Regions from separate parts of the Rattus norvegicus genome. Here region 1 is linked to region 2. Evidence: chromatin contacts called from public Hi-C data. All regions are on one chromosome and are shown on one strand. The core of a region is the stretch at or near the end of the contact, and the rest is flanking DNA. Distances in the headings are between cores, read along the strand shown. Region 1 holds the start of Setbp1 (SET binding protein 1). Region 2 overlaps Slc14a2 (solute carrier family 14 member 2).

Region 1 (5,335 bases), core at 1,714-4,213, 660 kb after region 2:
AGAGGAAAGGAAGGCAGTTTTTTTAAAAGAAAGTAAAAGCAGTATTTCCCTGAAGACCATGGACTCGAACCAAACTTCAACAGGAAAGGTGTGGATGTTTGTGGGCAGGAAGACTAGGGGCAGGGAGGAGAATGTAGCTTCTTTAGAATTCTAGAATCACTCCCTCTTACAGGAGAATTTCTGAGGAATAAGGACATTAAAGATGGACATGGACACATGGAGACACACACACACACACACACACACACACACACACACACACACACACAGCCCTGTTAGCGTCAGAAGTCAACCATGAGATTATTGGGAGAGTTTATTTAAAACGGAAACAAATCGGAAATCCTTCCCTCAGCAGTCTGTTCAGACAGATATACATGCTGAGAATCCCACAAAGACACATAAAGAATAAATGCAGCATCAGAGGGGAGTAACTACCCATCCCCATACCCCCAGCATCCCTAGCCTCATCCCCTACAACTTTCCTGATCCACAAGAAAATACTCTAGTTGAGTCCAATTTCAGAACTGTAGTAGCTGGTGCCGATAGGAGGGGGCAGATGGGAGAGTGTCAGAGTAGAAGATAGCATTTCGGCAGTAACTTATTTTTTTTTAGGAGCAGCATGCTCTACTGATCGGAAATTGCAATTACCCAGCAATGCTTCCATCACGACACCAAATGCAGCGTCCCCGTTATCACTGTCTGGCTACAGATCTGCCCACTCCAATTTACCTGACTTGGATTCTCAGGAACTTCGCAGACAGTATTTTGGTCAAAGAGATAATGGTTCGAAAGACAAAAACAATAAATCCATACTGAAGGGCTTCCTTTCCGGAGTGATTTCCCACTGGAAACCACCGAAAGGGAAGCCTGCCGTTAATTCCCAAGCCCTCTGCTCCTGTACAAACGCACACAATGCGTGCTTTCAAAGGGGCATTCTCTGCTTTTAAGGGAATTCCTGCCTTTTCACAATCCCCAGCCCAGAAAGCACAAGAAAGAGACTCAAATCCACTGATTACGATTTTTTTTTTTTTAAGAGAAAAACTAACACACGGCCAGAACGCAAGCACACACCAACCTTCATTGGCTGGACCACTTCTCGCCTGTTCTTCTATTAACGACACGTTAGATTCTGATACATTTAACACCCCCCCTCCCAATCCAACTAGGTTACAATGTAGCTCTCTAGCTCCACTTAACCTGCAAGTTACAAAGAGAGGGGAAAAAATATCCTGCCGCCTCCCCACCCCTTTCCCTACCCCCTCCCTTTCCCCAGTCCACTTCACCAAAGCCAAACCCGCCAGCCCAGGCAGCCGGCAGCAGGACCAAGGGAGGGTGTAGAAGGAGGGGGTGGGGAGGGGATCAGATTAGCCGAAACTCAATAAGCTCCCAGCCCTCCAAGCCCCATGCTACCACCATCACCGCCACCAACGGGCTACTCCAGTTAAGTCAGCACCACTGGCGACCCACCAGCCGGCGGAATCGCGCCCATCCCCGCGCAGCTTCGCGGGGACCTGCATCCCGCCCCCTTGGCCGGGTCCCCCCCACCCCTACTCCAGCCCAGTGCAAAGTCAAAGCCCCGGCAAGGCGACGTGAACTTTTGCATGCATGGCACACACCGCCCCCGGCCCCGGGCGCGCTGGGCCCGCGGCGCGGCGGGAGGCTAGGCGCCCCAGCTCCCGCGCCAAGGTCGCCGCGCTCGCTCACCCATGTCCCGGCGGCTCCGGCTCCGCTGGCCCGGGCGCTCGCTCAGATTCCGCCTCCGGTCGCTCGTCCGAGCCCCCAAAGGTGCTGCTGCGGCAACTCCATAGCGACGAGCATCTGTCAAACGGCGACGCGCGGGGCGGGCCGCCCTCGCTCGGGGGGCGCCGGGGCCCCCGGGCGCGCAGGCGGCGGCGAGCGCCCCGGCCAGCCCCGCGCTTCCCGCCTGCCGCGGCCGCCTCCGCCGCGCCACCGATTTACGGAGAGAGATATCAAGGGGGAAAATGGCGTCTCCGGAGCCCGAGGAGTCCTGGAGTAATCACATTCACACACACGCCCGCCCGCACGCACACACACTCGCACACACTCGCACACAGGCGCGCGGCGAGCCCGGCTAATTTTAGCAGGAACCAAATATAATATACATATATGTACATATACATAAATATGCATATGTACATATATATTATTTAGATTTCCCCATCTCTCCGTTCAATGCTATTTTTTCCCTTTTCTCCAAAGGATGGATTGGAGGGTTACAAAATGTTGCCCGGCTGGGCTCGCAGGAGGCGGCGCGCCGAGGGCTGGGGCGCTTTTGCTGAGCTGTGCAGTTCGGTTCCCGGCGCCCGCCGGCCCTGCCGCCGCTGGTCCGCCCGCGGTCGCTACTGCCGCCGCCGCCGCCGCCGCCGCCGCTCTATGGCCGCGCCCGCCCCGCGCCCCCTCCGCGTCCCCTCGCCGCCCGCCCGCGTCCCCGGCGAGCGCTGGAGTGGGGTCGGGCCCGTGTGCCTGCCTCCCGCGCCCTCTCCGGAGTCCCGGAGTCCTACTGAAAGGAAGGGGGAGGGCGTGCGCGGGGGAGGGGGAGGATTGAAGCGGCCGCGCGGCGGAGCCGACGGGGACTGCCACCCCGCGATCTCTCTCGGAGGGGGCGCGAGAGCCCACACTGCTCGCCCCGCGAGCCCGGGCCGCTCCCCAGCCGGAGCCCAAGGAGGCGCAGCCAGTGAGCGGCCGACGACCTCTCTGTCCCTCCACCGCCCCCCTGGGTAGATTTCGGTCAATTGAAGGGATCTGGGTTCTTGCCGGAGGGGAAAGGAAAACAGTTCGGGGACGCGGATCGGGGACCCCTCGCCGCTCCGGAGCCCCTCCCGCTCCCCAGTGCCCTCGCGGCCCAGTAGCTCCAGCGAGTCGGAGTCTGCCGCGGAGACTGTGCGGCCGCGGGGACCGCCGCGGGCTGGGCGCCGGTTCCCGGGCTCAACACTGCCACTATCTGACACAACAGGAGCAGTGTTGGGGGGAGCTAGCTGCGTGAAGAGACGCGAGACGTGATAGGCTCTCCTAAATGGGTGCTCTTTTTTTTTTTTTTTTTAAACCTGGTAATTACATTTCACTTCCAGAGATTTATATTTTTTGTTAAGCTACTTGTTTGCATTCAGACGTTCACCAGCATCTCTCATTATTCAGTAGAACCGGACCCTTGATGAAGGCAAGGACCAGACAGGGATGACAAATGCACATTGACATACAGGGTGGCAGAAGTGAACAACATGAGAGCAACGTCTTCCTTTCTGACAAAATAAAATAAAATAAAATAAAATACGGCGCTGTTTCAAATCCCTCTGAGAATCTGTATTTGGGTTACAAGGGTCTTTCCAGGACAACTGAGCAATGAAACCCCTCAGGTTTCTATCGATGCCCTGTGACAAAATGAGGTGAATGTGATGGTTTTGGGGGGCACCTACAATGGATCTCTTTTAAACCTCCAGTAAAATGGGAGTTTTGAGAGGGTTCCTGGATCTCATGTTTTCTAAGAGTTTGGGGTCGTTTGGACTGACGAATGGAATGACCCAGAGGTGAGCAAGAGGGCTTCCTTTCACCAAGCCTACCAGCTACTACGGTCCTGCGTTAGTTGATAGTATGAATGCTACCACAGAACTACGCTCAGGCTACCCTTTTACCTGGAGTTTCCAAAGTGAATCAAATTGGTTTCACCGTGGTCTACTTCTCAGAGAACGGCTCTGTTTGGACACGAACTTTTCCCAAAGCTGTCACTGAAAGACTTCAGGGTAGCATTTCAACAGGTCTTTTATCTTCGTTCATATTGGGACGTTATTATTAATTATTTTTTTATAATCTTTAATTATAAAAAAAAAAGAGTAGGGTGGATAGACTGCTAAAGGAGACAGAAACCAAGGCACAGAAGCAAGGTCAAAACCAAACGTACTTTGGATCAAATGGCCGTGAGCTTGTGCTCCCAGACTTCTGAATCCTAGACCTAAACAGAACAGAATCTAAGTCAGTAGTAGCATCCAGTAGGTTTCCCGTCCCTTCTCAAAGGAGAAGGCCACTCAGAAATAGGAATGGCTTTCCCACCCTATATGGCTGGCAGATGTCATAATCAGAAGGGGGAGGGGAGCACGCTTCCTGGTTTGTGTACAGGGTCTTCTTTTCCATCCCGTGACTCCTCGCTTTGAAAGCAAATAGAAGAAACCTGTTCCTTCTTCCAAAATCCACTACAATAGCTCGTTAAGTATAAATGAGTGCAGAGATGGTGTTCACCTGGGAGAATACCTAGTGGACTTCCGTCAGCACAATGTTGAGGAAACGGTAGACTAGCCCAAGCCGTAGAATTAAAGTCACGAATGGACCCTATGTCCCTTGTCTTCTCACTGAGGGTTTCTTAAAAGCCTGTCTTTAGTTATGAGAAGAGAAAGAAGGGAAGAAGGCAAGAAGGGACATTCTTCCTTTGTCTTATCTATGTAGAGAAACTTTCACAGTCTCTTCACACGTTTTAATTTATGCTGGTGTATCACCTTATGAAAATAATGCTATGCAAATGGAATAATGGAGGAGTCATTGAAACCGAACCACTTTCCTGGGTTGTCGAGCTCTTGTTCTCATAGAACTTTCCCCAAATACTAGCTGAATGTCCTGACACCTCCCCTCATCTACTTCCGTAATAGGTCACCTTTGGATGGCCTCCGCACTAAAGCCTAGGGGAGCAAGTCTCAGGCCGACGGAGCAGTCAACGGGCAAACAGTGATGTGCAGGATTGAGAGAGGGTGATCGAGCAGCAGATGAGAACGCACAAGGCATGTGCCTTTTACACTTACACATCTTAATTTTCAGCATCGTGTGGTCAATAAGCTACTGTGTAGTGTAGAGGAGGCGCTGAAACCATGGATGCAGCTAGAGGTGCAGGCGGGCCACAGCACCAACCCTCTCATAGACTGCACAGCTGAGAGGGAACCATTGGCTCATTAATTCCTCTGCACAACTCAGTACAGGCAGACCAGAGATGAGATCCTTACAGGGCGTACAGTACACAGATGCAGAAGAGACGAGCAGGGGTCATGTCTCTTTAACACTGCTGCAAACTTACTGTTTTTGTGCATTTAACATACATATTTCTTCTCTTCTGTTGAACACCTCTCTCTCTCTCTCTCTCTCTCTCTCTCTCTCTTTCTCTCTCTCTCTCATGTATCTTCTCAACAAAATGTAAAATTCATGAGGACTGAGTTTTACCTTGCATGGACCTTGTTAGAAAACGTAAGTGAGGCTCTCTCTCCCTCTGACACCACCATGTAGTCACCTGGGCTGTTGTTTATGCTCTGGGCACCTGGGTACTCATCCTAGAAAACAG
Region 2 (5,892 bases), core at 1,618-4,117:
AGAGTAAGGACTCAGAAGAGTGGTTTTGAAACCACATCAAAGGAAAATGGTTAAGGCTAGGAGAGTGGGGCATTTGGTTTGGAGACTAATCCCACGTGTTGGAAATGTGAGAGCTGCCTTCAGACGTAGGAAAGGCCATCGCACAGAAGAGAAAATAGACCTTCACTACTTTGCTTTAGAGACAGAATTAAGACCAGTGGGTGGAATTTATAAGAAGCCAACTTTGGGCTCAATTTAGGAACTGTCTTTTTAATGTGGAAAACTGCCTGACTGTGTTTATGGCAGTAAGCTCTCATTCCTCAGAGAATTTAAGTATAACCTGGAGGATATTTTGTGGAAAACACAGGAGAATAGATCCATGTAGAAAATCATGTGGCTGCTTTGTTTCTAACATGTCCACCTTGACTCTTTGGGGTACTGAGGTAGGCTCTGGGTCAGAGTAAGGACGGGGTGAAAAATTCAAGGGTTTGTAAGGGTGCAATTATATTCCAGTTTTTAAAACTTATGATGATTTGCTTTTTTAAATTTCAATTTAATCACCTTTCTAAGCAGGTAGGATATTTTTCAGATTCACTTGGCAAAAGTGCATGTGGAAAATATGATGTATATGCTCTGGACTCTGTAAAAAAATGGCAAATCAAACAGACATAGACTTTCTCCTCATAGAATTCCAACAGCATCTGAAAGCTGAGGAAAGTGGTATTATAATCTACTTTTAACTTGTCACAAGCATAAGTAACACATCAGTCCACTAATAAGATGCCATATAGAGAAATAAATCAGAATTCAGGACAATTTATACCTCGTAGTACATACTGTCTGCTGGATCACTCAGTCTCTTATTATTTTATCTGAGCTATACAAATCATTTCTAGAGGATTTTGAAGTCCGTTTCCACAAGAGGTAAGGGATGACCACTCAACTCCAATTCTAAATGTTAATAGTTCTGTAATAGCTCGTAGGTCCTTCTCAAGAGGCAGTTCTCTAAATGTTTTACTCTAGAGGCTGGGAATAAAAGAGGTAGCCTTCAGATCTCTTCCCAGTAATTCAATTGAGTTTAGTTCAGTTCATTTCTTGATAGAAACCTTTAAGGCACTGTGCTAAATACTCCAGAGAATTCAGAGGTAGATGAGACCTAGCCTCTAGCCTTAGCAACCTAAAGTCCTACAGATAAATAACCATATTTAAAGTAAAATATCCAAGTGCCCTAGGGGAGAAAGATGGAGACAGGGATTGGGCTTACTTCTGAATTCAAGATGGAAACGCAACTTCATGGACCTGTTAGAGGTTGTGTACATGTTTACAGGGGATGTGAGCGGTAGGGTCTTCTAGGAGGACATATAAACAAGGCACAGAAATTAGAGGGCATGAGGTTTCTTTGAGACACAGCAGAGATCCACACAATTGGGAGACGGAGTAGTTTCAAGGAATGGTGGAAAACTGAGAAAACAGAAGGTTGCATGCCCAGAGCAAGGTATCAAGTTTAATGGATAATCAGGGATCATGAAAGGTGCTCACCAGAGAAGATGGATATATTTAGCCAGCACATAGAAAAGGTGTTTCCCAGAATGAGATGTGTTAGAAGTAAGAGAACAAGTCAGGTGTCTAGGAAGTAGAGAATATCTAACTACGAGGTAGACAGGCGACATGGATGGATTTGACATTTCGAGGAAGGAGAATCCATGAGGCTTAGGCTTTGGAATAAATGAGGTAACGGCCAATGGAAAGAGGACGGCATGAGCTGGGTAGAGAGAAAATCAAAAGGGCTCGGCTTCAGATACAAAGTTTTTGGTGTCATTAGGATTTCAAACTGAGAGGTTATGTACTTGCTGTTGAAAGCTAGTGTGTTAAATGTAAGGTAACCGGGGATTTACAAGACATGTGGGTAGAAGGCAATGCTATACAAGAACAGGAAAGCATCCGGTTGGGGGCAGTTTCTCAGCTGGTAAAATAGGACTTTGATCCTAGAACCTCATGCTTAAAAAAAAAGCTAAGCATATCTGAGAGGATAACAGGTTGACGTGCTTTAGTAAGACAGGAGAGACAAGGAGCTGTTTTGGAAGTGGGTAGTGTGTGTGTGTGTGTGTGTAGGCTGAACCTATGAACAAGAGTGAAGCTAGAAGTCTTGCTGTCAGGGTCTTTTATCAACACTTGGAGATCAAGGATCTGTAGCATAAGGATCTCTGTCCTTCTCAAACAGGCTATCATCCTCGCACTAAAGCTGTGTTTTGCCTCACCTCCTCTCATATCATCGCCACTGAGCGCCTTCTTAAAACGCTCCAGTGAGCAATGCTCCCTCTTTTTCTGAAGTCCTTTTGCTCTACCAACTAGGGCTACATTCTTTAACTCTCAGCAAGATTTGGTGGAACCTGAGTACCTAGGTGGTCCTCAATACCGCCGGAGGCAGAACAGAGAAATTTTGAGTGCAGAAATTGAAGTCGTGAGAGATCTAGGACATTTTAATACTATCATTTGCTAAATATTTGAAAAAGCATTTATCCAGGGCAGACACTACGAGGATCTCAGGACCTCAAAAAGACAGAAATATCCACTGCGGAGACTTCAAAAGGGACACAAACAGCTTGGTGAGATGCAAACTGCACAATGTAGGTGGCGGTGCGTGCAGGGCGGGGCAGGAGCAGATGCTCTGAGAAGTCAGGAGCTCACGTGACTCAGAAGCCCGCTTGTGTCTAACAAAATGTCAGCATCTCTTTGGCCCTGAAAGAAACACCAATTGCTGCCTCGTAAGCATCCCCTCCAGAGGATGGCTCCAACCACCCAAGTCCTTGCTGTCACTCGTGAAGCTTGTGCAGTAGGGCAAGAGCTGCTGCTTGCTAGATATTTTGGGTGATGATGAGGCTCTTGCTGCCTTTAGGGAAAGGGAACAGGATGAGGTGGAGAGGTTGCTTAGGGTCTGTCAGAGAGAAAGGAAAGAGAGGGGGGAGATTAGGAAAGTGCACTTATAGGCTGTGTACAGACCCTGCTCTGAAGCCCCCTTGACACTGATAGATAGTTCAGTAGCAGTAACAGGAATTGCTTGGTAAGTGTGAATCTTTAAATCTCTCTTCTCTCTCTCTGTCTATCTGTCTGTCTCTGTCTCTCTGTCTCTGTCTGTCTGTCTGTCTGTCTGTCTGTCTGTCTCTCTCTCTCTCTCTCTCTCTCTCTCTCTCTCTCTCTCTCTCTCTGTGTGTGTGTAGACTAGTTTCAGAGGAAGGGTCTCATCCCAACCCAGTGTGTGACCTTCAGGCTAACTCACAGAAGGCTATGCTGATCAGATGCTTTGGGCTTGAACCTTATTTTCCTCTTGTCTTATAGACCTAGGGCTGGGTCTTTGATCAGAGGTCCAGATCAGCGAAAGGAGTTAGATCCAAAGGGGTGGAATGTGGGGGAAGCTAGAGATAATTCCATCTGAGAGGATGGTTTACAGCAGCAAAAGCCGCAGCAGCAGGAGAGACATTCTAGCATCTCAGGGAGGAGCCAAGTGTCAGAGTTCACAGCTGAAATTTTTACCTTGGGTTTGACTCTCACAGTGAATAATCTCAGGGGTCTTCTCAATATTTCTGCCTCCTTTGGGTAAGAGTTTGGAGCATGGGTGGAAGGCTTGAAGAGCCCTTGAAAGCCCTTCCAACTCTAGTGGTCTCTAGATCGCTAATTAGAGCCCCAAGGAAACGGCGGCTCTTCATTCTCTCTTCTCACCTCAAGAGGAATTAAAAAAAAAAAAATATTTGGCTCTGGCCCCTTAGCCAGAAGTGGTGGACCACAGACATCACAGCTGAGATATTAATAGATTATTGCAAATGTTATATTTGCATAGATGCATTACTCATTATGCAGATTGCCAATTATGAACTATTTGTTCTTTCTTCCAGGAGAGAGATTGTTTATTTGCAAACTGCCTGAGAGCGACTTTGGGCAGCATGAAGACAAGACCCTCTTTCAGCAGATGTTTGTGGAGCTCTCTGTGAAGGCCTGTACTTGGGCTCTCAAGGAGGCAGGGGAAGGTCAGCTGAGAATATGGGAAAGTGGAGGAGGAGAAGGATGCCAGGGTTAGGACTACAAGAGGACAACAACCAAAAGGTTTGGAAATTAGCATGAGATCAGGTGTCTAATGCATAAAAGAAATCATCTCCTGTAGGACACAAACCACAGTGAGGCAGGGGCTCAGTATTTTCTCTGGTTGGACCCTGTAATGGAAGGTCACAACTGAAACACCCCAATGTTAATAGCCTCGTGACACTGACTGCCTCTACGAGTCAGCACTTTCTAAGGAAATTGACTTTGATTTGTCTCACTCCACCTCACAGCTGTGGAAGCAATGAGGATTTACATACCTTTCCCATGCTGATCTGGTATTCCATCATGGTTGTCTGATCCCAGAGCCTGAGCTCTTACCCACTGTACTATACTCTTCCTGAGACACTTAATACTTTGACCAAAGGCCATTTTTTCTCAGGGCCCTTTATAAACACAAGCCTGAGATCTATAGGTGTGTCGAAATGGGAGCATCTGATATAGTGGCCCCAGGGTTCTCTATCAGACACTGGTGCTCCACTTAAGCCTCTAAATCTGAGAAGAGTCTGAAGTTGGCTCCAGAGGGAGTGTGGAGATGATGGATGGGTTTTTAAGAGGGGAAATGAAGGATGGTTGTAGGAACTGCTTGCTGTGAAGAAAAAGAGGAAGTTGAACTTCTGGGGGCGCAAACTGAAGCTTATATGAAATGGATAAAATCTTATGCTCTTGACAAAAGAAAAAAACAGCCTAAAAACTCCTAATGTGATATCACATCCCATGAAGGTACAGTAGGCTGAAGAAGATGAACTTAGGAAAAGACGAGGGAAAAGATGTCCCTCTTTAGGGTGGGCAAGAAGTGGTCAAGCAAAACGTCTTCATGGACTGCATGCTTCCTACATAACCAAGTCTGGACACTATGGCATGGGTGAACACAGGGGCGAAGCCTCTTCTTAGGGAGAAGTTGGCCTAGTGAGTTGTTGCACTTTTGAATAAAACAGATTCTAGAATATGATGCATTGGTTTCAGAAGTGAAGTCTGGAGGTCTTCTGCCAGTCTCCTCACATGTGACTGACTGTAAAACATTTGCGATGTGACTAGAAAATTTGAACTAAATACTAGTTGCCAAGTACTTAGTATAACGGAGTAAACTAAGAAAGCTGTCTTTTCTCTAGCATCTACATTTTTGGCATTGTTGTCAAAATTCAGGTAATCGGAGCTATGTAGGTTCATATCTGAATCTCTTACTGCGTTCTATTGATCTCTCTGGGTTCATGCTTGTACCAGTTGTACTGTTGGGAAAGTTGAGTCTCTATTTGTAGAAGAAGGAAACTAGACTCCCTTCTTTTACCCAGCCCAGAAATCAACTCCAAGTGCATCAGAGACTTAGTGCAATTCCTGAAAACCCTGAGACTGTTAAAAGAAAATTAGGAAAACCTTTCCAGATATAGGCAGAGGTGAGGAGGGCTTTCTGAATAGGTCTTTAGCCCTTAGGAAACAATTGACAAAGGCCACATGACGAAGTTTAAAAGCTTCTGTACAGCACGGGAAATGGCGTTAGACTAAAGAGAAAGCCTACAGAATTGGGGGAAAATCTTTGTTAGCTATTCATCTCACAGACATTTCAAACCAAGAATATGCAGTGAACTCAGGAATTTAAATATTAAGAAAACAAACAAGTCAATAAAAATGGGTTAATAAAATGTTTGGGCAGTCCTTAAAAGAATAAAAACAAATTAAACTACTTTGAGATTGTATCTTGTCCCAGAGATAATGTCTCTCATCTATAAAACAGCAGCTATGGTAGCCTGCACAAGACCTGCACAAGATCAAGCTAGTCAGTGATTTAGTGTGGGGGTGTGCATGTGCCCAGATTCAGAAGCT

What was found. Hi-C and Micro-C count contacts between places; a contact is called where the count stands out from the background.
Region 1: a contact with region 2 is called in a Hi-C map of frontal cortex, with 2.1 times the contacts expected there. The contact joins the promoter of Setbp1 here to the enhancer-like site in region 2. A contact is called at or near these places in 3 of 12 Hi-C or Micro-C datasets (the Rat2 cell line, Schwann cells and frontal cortex) and 1 of 1 datasets of contacts at active chromatin or transcription factors (oligodendrocytes).

What each region holds. Positions count from the first base shown.
Region 1 is chr18:74,824,492-74,829,826 of GRCr8, forward strand. Setbp1 (SET binding protein 1) reads right to left here and starts at 2,964. Exons shown (of 6, transcript NM_001427626.1): 1 at 1,705-2,964. LOC120098177 (serine/arginine repetitive matrix protein 5-like) reads left to right here. Exons shown (of 5, transcript XM_039097295.1): 5 at 1,274-2,017. The coding sequence ends at 2,017.
Region 2 is chr18:74,163,209-74,169,100 of GRCr8, forward strand. The region is part of intron 2 of Slc14a2 (solute carrier family 14 member 2); the gene reads right to left. It overlaps LOC102553338 (a long non-coding RNA gene), which reads left to right. Exons shown (of 4, transcript XR_361514.5): 4 at 3,870-5,753. Among named protein-coding and RNA genes, the nearest start is that of Slc14a2, 150 kb to the right of the region's middle. Within about 2 kb of position 2,868, at least 3 of the 93 cell types and tissues checked have an H3K27ac peak or open chromatin away from gene starts, as enhancers often do.